2 separate regions of the Sus scrofa genome follow, and region 1 is linked to region 2. A link is a contact called in public Hi-C data. All regions are on one chromosome and are shown on one strand. Each heading gives the region's core, a stretch centred on a gene start, on an enhancer-like site or on the middle of the called end of the contact. The rest is flanking DNA. Distances are from core to core; before and after follow the strand shown.

Region 1 (2,700 bases), core at 41-2,540, 110 kb after region 2:
ATTGCCTATGATTACATCATTTAATGCCACCAAACATTACAATCCATTTTGTCCAACTCAATTACAACGGATGCATCATAAGGATAGTGCTTTCTGACTGTTTTGTTCACTCAACTCCCCAGGACACATGGTGCATGCAGACTGTATTTGTGGAAATGCAACTTCTAAGCCAAAAGGACCAGAACGCTTTCAGAGGCAGATCTTAAGCTGACACACAATTAATTCACTCTGCGGTACTAACATCGCCAGATCTTGGTTGGCGCAAACATGAGGCCCCCACGACACATCTATTTTCCGAGTTAAGAATCTCATTTCTCAAACTTTAGTAATTAAGAACAGATTATGCCTTGCTCAGTAGAATTTTCGTCACCCTTCTGAACCAGCTTACTGACAGCAGGCAACTGTCGCTGAGAACAGAGTAAGACGCAAATTACGCCATCATTGCAAGGAAAACCTAGTATCAAACCATCCTTTATATTGAGCATAAACATTTTAAGACCCTTACCATGAATAAACTAGGCTCAATTTACTAAATGCCACAAGAGCTAGCCAATCTAGGCAGTGAAACAAAATATTTTTCTTAAGGAAATTTCTCAAAAGAGATAAATGTTCCTTGCTTAACAGCTCACGGAGATACAAGGACCCAAACTAACTCTTTCACCCAGACTGTTTTAGGCCCCGAGAATTTCCAAGTCTTCAGCGGAACCAATGCCTTCTAAGATCGAAGGAAAGATCGGATTCCAAAGGTCCCTCTGCGCCCGAGAACTATCTGGGGAGGATTCTCCGGAGTCGCTTCCAGGCGCGCCGGGCGCCGACTCGCACACGTTGCCTCTAAGATGGCTGCCATAGAGCCGCGCTACCCAGGTCCCAGCCGCAAACAGACGACTTTAGCCCCCATCATTTGTTCCCGCCTTGAAGACCTCATGCCCTGAAACCCCAAACCCATTCCTGCCAGGCCCATTGAGCAGAAAATAAGCCCAACCGAGAAGAACTCCACTCACCATGGTGGGGAGAGGAGAAGGCCACGCTCCTCTCAACCCGGCGGCTCCCACAGGAAAAGGAAGTGCTTAGCACTCTCACTCTATATGTAATCTTCAACTCGTCCCCCACCTTGCCCCGTCTCAGAACCGATTCAGGGACACAAAATATCTCTCTACGACTCTACATAAATAAAAAAGTAGAGTATTATTTCTGAATAGGTGTCAAATTGCGGTTTCTATTAATTTTCAAAGCCAAAAGAGCTCTTACAACCGAGGGACTCTTTTTCGCGGAGTAATCCACAAGGGGGCGTGGCCAATTCTCGCGAGATCAGTATCTTTTTCCCCGAAACCGCTAAAACTTATTTTAACTTTTTCTTACGGGAATGGAAAACTATTGGGACAGGAAAAGCCGCGGTGTGTTATAAAACAAAAGTTTAACTTTGTGAACAAACGAGAGCTTTTGGGGGTGGGGTAAAAGTAGTTCTGGAGGGGGGGTCATGACCCCGGACGTCAGCGTCGGGCGCGTATTTCAGATTGGCGGTTCCGGTTCGGCAGTGCGACGGGTGCAAGATGTGGTTGCGAATGAACCAAGCTGCTGAAGAGTTTTACGCTCTTCTCCTGAAGTGAGTTATAACCCTTGCTTTTGGCTTGGCTCTGAGCACAGCACCTCTTCCTCGGGGTATCTCATTTCTCCCCCCAATCCTCTAGACGCAGCCTTGGGGATTAACGCCTCGCCTGTTTCCAGCGGCGCGAATGTTGCCGCCTAGTCAGCTTTCCTGGGGTCTGGGAGCTGAGGAGAGGTTTGTTATCTGCTCCATTGTGGGGATTGGCCCTGTGGGGCTTGCTTGTAGTCTTGTTTTAAAAAAAAAACATCTGTACGCTGTCACTCGAGGTGGAAGGTGACAGGTTTTCCAAGAGGCGAGTTATTCTGATAAACACACACACTCGTGGTGTTAGAGGCACCTGTCAGGATATGGAGCACTAGATGTTGATATCCTTCATCTCTTTAAAGCCTTGCTAGTGTGAAACGTGTTGTTATAGTCTATTCAGGATAGAAATTATGAAAGGAACAACAGCTAGAATGCTATAGTGATCGTGTGTCGGCCCTTTAAAGCATCTTTATTTCACAGTGCTCGAAGACCTCATTTTATTTTTAGAGTGAAGTACCAGTACCAAAGGAGATTCCATCCAGTTCTGTCTACATCCAAAGTAAAAATCTAGTCCGGTAGTTCTCAAATTTGAGCTTGTGTCAGAATCACCTGGCGGGTTGCCAAAACAGATTGCTGGGCCTACTTTTAGGGTTTCTGATTTAGTAAGTCTGGGTGGGATCTGTAAAGAATTTGCGTTTTTGCTGTAATCTAACCCCTTATTTTCTAAGTGCCATACTTTTTCATTGTTTATTGCTTTTTTTTTACTGCTTACAGAAGTGGTAGTGCTTGTCGATTTTTTTCAACATTATAGAAAGAGCTGTAGCTTTTTTAGCTGTGGTGTAAGCCGACGGCTACAGCTCCGGTTCAGCCCTTAGCCTGGGAACCTCCATATGCCACGGGTGCGGCCCTAAAAAAAAAAGTCAAAGTGAGGCAGTCACAGGTGTACTTTTTATTTCAGTGAGTCATAGAGTACATCAAATAAAAAATGGTATCTTTTTTTCCACTCTTTTTCCTTTATTTTTTCTTTTGTTATTATTAAAGTATAGTTGATTTACAATGTTTTGTCAAGT
Region 2 (2,802 bases), core at 62-2,561:
ATAATCCTCAAGCTGATAACCTGGAAGAATGCTTTTCAGTACCACCTTACTTGACCTCTCAGAAACATCTGAACACTTTTGATCAGATGTTTTTCTTAGAAAAGTGACTTCTGCAACAGTACTCACCTTGCTTTCCTCCCTTCCTGGACACTCCTTCTGGATCTTCTTTGCAGATTCATCTTCCTCTAACCTGGTCATTAAGTATCCAAGACTTCATCCTAGGCCCTCTTCACTCAGTTACCCACATGGTTCTAATAATCACTTACAGATGATATGCTAACTTTTTATCTCCATTCTAGGCATCACATCAGAGGTCCAAAGTAGTGGCATCTTACTTCACAGCTTTCAAATTTCTCAAATAGAACGTAATTTTAGACACTGATGAAATTCTCTTCACTTCCTCCTCTAGTACTCAGACTCCCAAAGGAGTGAAAGTTAACAATTTTTTTTTTTTTTAAGGGCCACAGGTGTGGCATATGGAGGTTCCCAGGCTAGGGGTTGAACCGGAGCCGTAGCTGCTAACCTATGCCACAGCCACAGCTCACAGCAACGCCGGATCCTTAACCCACTGAACCCGGAGGCAGGGATGGAACTCGCCTCCTTATGGATACTACTGGGGTTTGTTTCCACTGAGCTACAATGGGATCTCCCCTAACAAAGAAATTCCAAACTATAATTCATTCCCAGACCTTTGGCGATTCAAAGTCCAACTTTTTCCAAGTTACCAAAACAGAAGCCCCTTTCGCCAGGAAGTGCTACCAGAATAACTCAACGACTTCATTTGCTAACCAGCCCTAAAACCTCAAAACTTCCCATCCCATCCCTCTCCTCCAACCTTCTCCTCGTCGTAGCTCCACTGTCTATCCTCTCTTAGTTCAACCACACTCATTCATTCACTGTACATTCACAGGATGCCTCCTATATTAAGAAGCCCCTGTTCAGACCTGACACACGTTCCCTTCCTCTACCTTGGTTAGAGGCAGGCCCGAGACAGAAACAAAAAGTACAAGTGCCCGCTCTTGTCCCCACCAACCTCATCTCCCCACAGGTTATACCCAGTCAGGCCTCCATTCCTCTCCAGCCCCTATTAGCCCAGGGTCGGTCTCTGTCATGTCCTTATCCTTCCCTGCGACAGCCGGCATCCCCGCTCCCCAGCCTAAAGCCCTCCTTCCTCCTCGGGAATTCCACTCGCCCGCCTGCCCGCCTGCCCGCCTCTCACCTCAAGCGGACTGCAGCGGCCACAGCGTTGCGCCTGGCGCGGAGGGGAAAACACGTTTCTCGCGAGACTCTCGCGAGACGCTCCCTTAGAGTTGGCGCCAAATTTGCGCAATCCCCAGCGGGGCCTACCGGATCCGCCTCTCTCCAACGCCCCGCCCATTCATTTTTGTCCCCGCCTTTTGGGGTATCCTGTCCATTGCACCGCTCTCCTCCTCACCGCTTCCACTCTCTGAAATTCGTTCGAGTTTAGCCGTCTTGTCGTGAAGTTCTTGTTCCCTACGCTTTAGGTGCTCTATACTTTGGAAAAGGTCTCAGGTTTTTAGAAAATTGAATTGTGGATGGATTATAAAGGATAAAAGCAAACGGAATTTAATGAGAAACTACCGATTCTTCAGAGTTACTAACAACTTTTTGAGCATAAGAATTCTATTAATTATTGGAGTTCCCGTCGTGGCGCAGTGAATCAACGAATCCGACTAGGAACCATGAGGTTGCGGGTTCGATCCCTGGCCTTGCTCAGTGTGTTAAAGATCTGGCGTTGCCGTGAGCTGTGGTCGCAGATGCGGTTCGGATCTAGAGTGACTGTGGCTGTGGCTTAGGCCAGCGGCTACACCTCCGATTCGACCCCTAGCCTGGGAACCTTCATATGTCGCGGGAAGCGGCCAAAAGACAAAAAAAAAAAAAAAAATTCTATTATTCTATTAATTACTGAATAATGAGCTGAGAAAAGGGGCTGTAAAGAGTTAGTGTTAGGATTGCAGGCACAAAGAATGTCAAAAATATGTTACCTGTTTTTTTTCTTTGTCTTTTTAGGGCCGCACAGCGGGCATATGTGGAGGTTCCTAGTCTAGGGGTTCAATCCGAGCTGCAGCAGCGGGCCCACACCACAGCTCACTGCAACGGCCTAATCCTTAACCCACTGATCGAGGCCAGGTATTGAACCTGCGTCTTCATGGATACTAGTCAGATTAGTTTCCACTGAGCCACTGCTAGGAACTCCAATTTTATTTTAAAGTGAGTCCAGGGAGTTCCCGTTATGGTGCACCAGAAACGAATCCGACTAGGAACCATGAAGTTGTGGGTTCGATCCCCGGCCTTGCTCAGTTTGTTAAGCATTGCCATGAGCTGTGGTGTAGATCGCAGATGTGGCTCAGATCTGGCGCTGCTATGGCTGTGGCATAAGCTGGCAGCAGCAGCTCCAATTAGACTCCTAGCCTGGGAACCTCCATATGCTTCGGGTGAGGCCCTATAAAGACAAAAGACAAAAAAATAATAACTAAAGTGAGTCCAAATATATTGGTATTTGCTTGCATGGGTGTGTACACACACACTGAGGGAGAATAAGTACTATCTGTGGGTATGGGAACATGGTATATAAGACAGGGTAGGATAGGGACTTAACACTATACTTTTTTGGAACATATAAATGTGTTAACTATTCAAAAAACCGGGAAAAAAAAGTTACCTTCAGCAAACACAGCATCAAGGTTTGACAGACCCAGATTTCCCATTGTGGCGCAGCAGGAAATGAAACCGACTAGTAACCATGAGGATGCCAGTTCAGTCCCTGGCCTTGCTCAGTGG

Evidence for each region. A called contact is a pair of places that touch in the nucleus more often than the background predicts.
Region 1: a contact with region 2 is called in a Hi-C map of epiblast stem cells, with 2.4 times the contacts expected there. The contact joins the promoter of RPL4 here to the promoter of TIPIN in region 2. A contact is called at or near these places in 1 of 5 promoter capture datasets (liver), 20 of 47 Hi-C or Micro-C datasets (alveolar macrophages, blood, embryonic fibroblasts and 9 more) and 2 of 2 datasets of contacts at active chromatin or transcription factors (alveolar macrophages and skeletal muscle).

The regions. Positions count from the first base shown.
Region 1 is chr1:164,480,475-164,483,174 of Sscrofa11.1, forward strand. It overlaps RPL4 (60S ribosomal protein L4), which reads right to left and starts at 1,291. Exons shown (of 10, transcript XM_005659862.3): 1 at 1,002-1,291. The coding sequence starts at 1,004. It overlaps ZWILCH (protein zwilch homolog), which reads left to right and starts at 1,311. Exons shown (of 19, transcript XM_021100319.1): 1 at 1,311-1,603. The coding sequence starts at 1,551.
Region 2 is chr1:164,367,986-164,370,787 of Sscrofa11.1, forward strand. TIPIN (TIMELESS-interacting protein) reads right to left here and starts at 1,312. Exons shown (of 8, transcript XM_013993315.2): 1 at 1,220-1,312.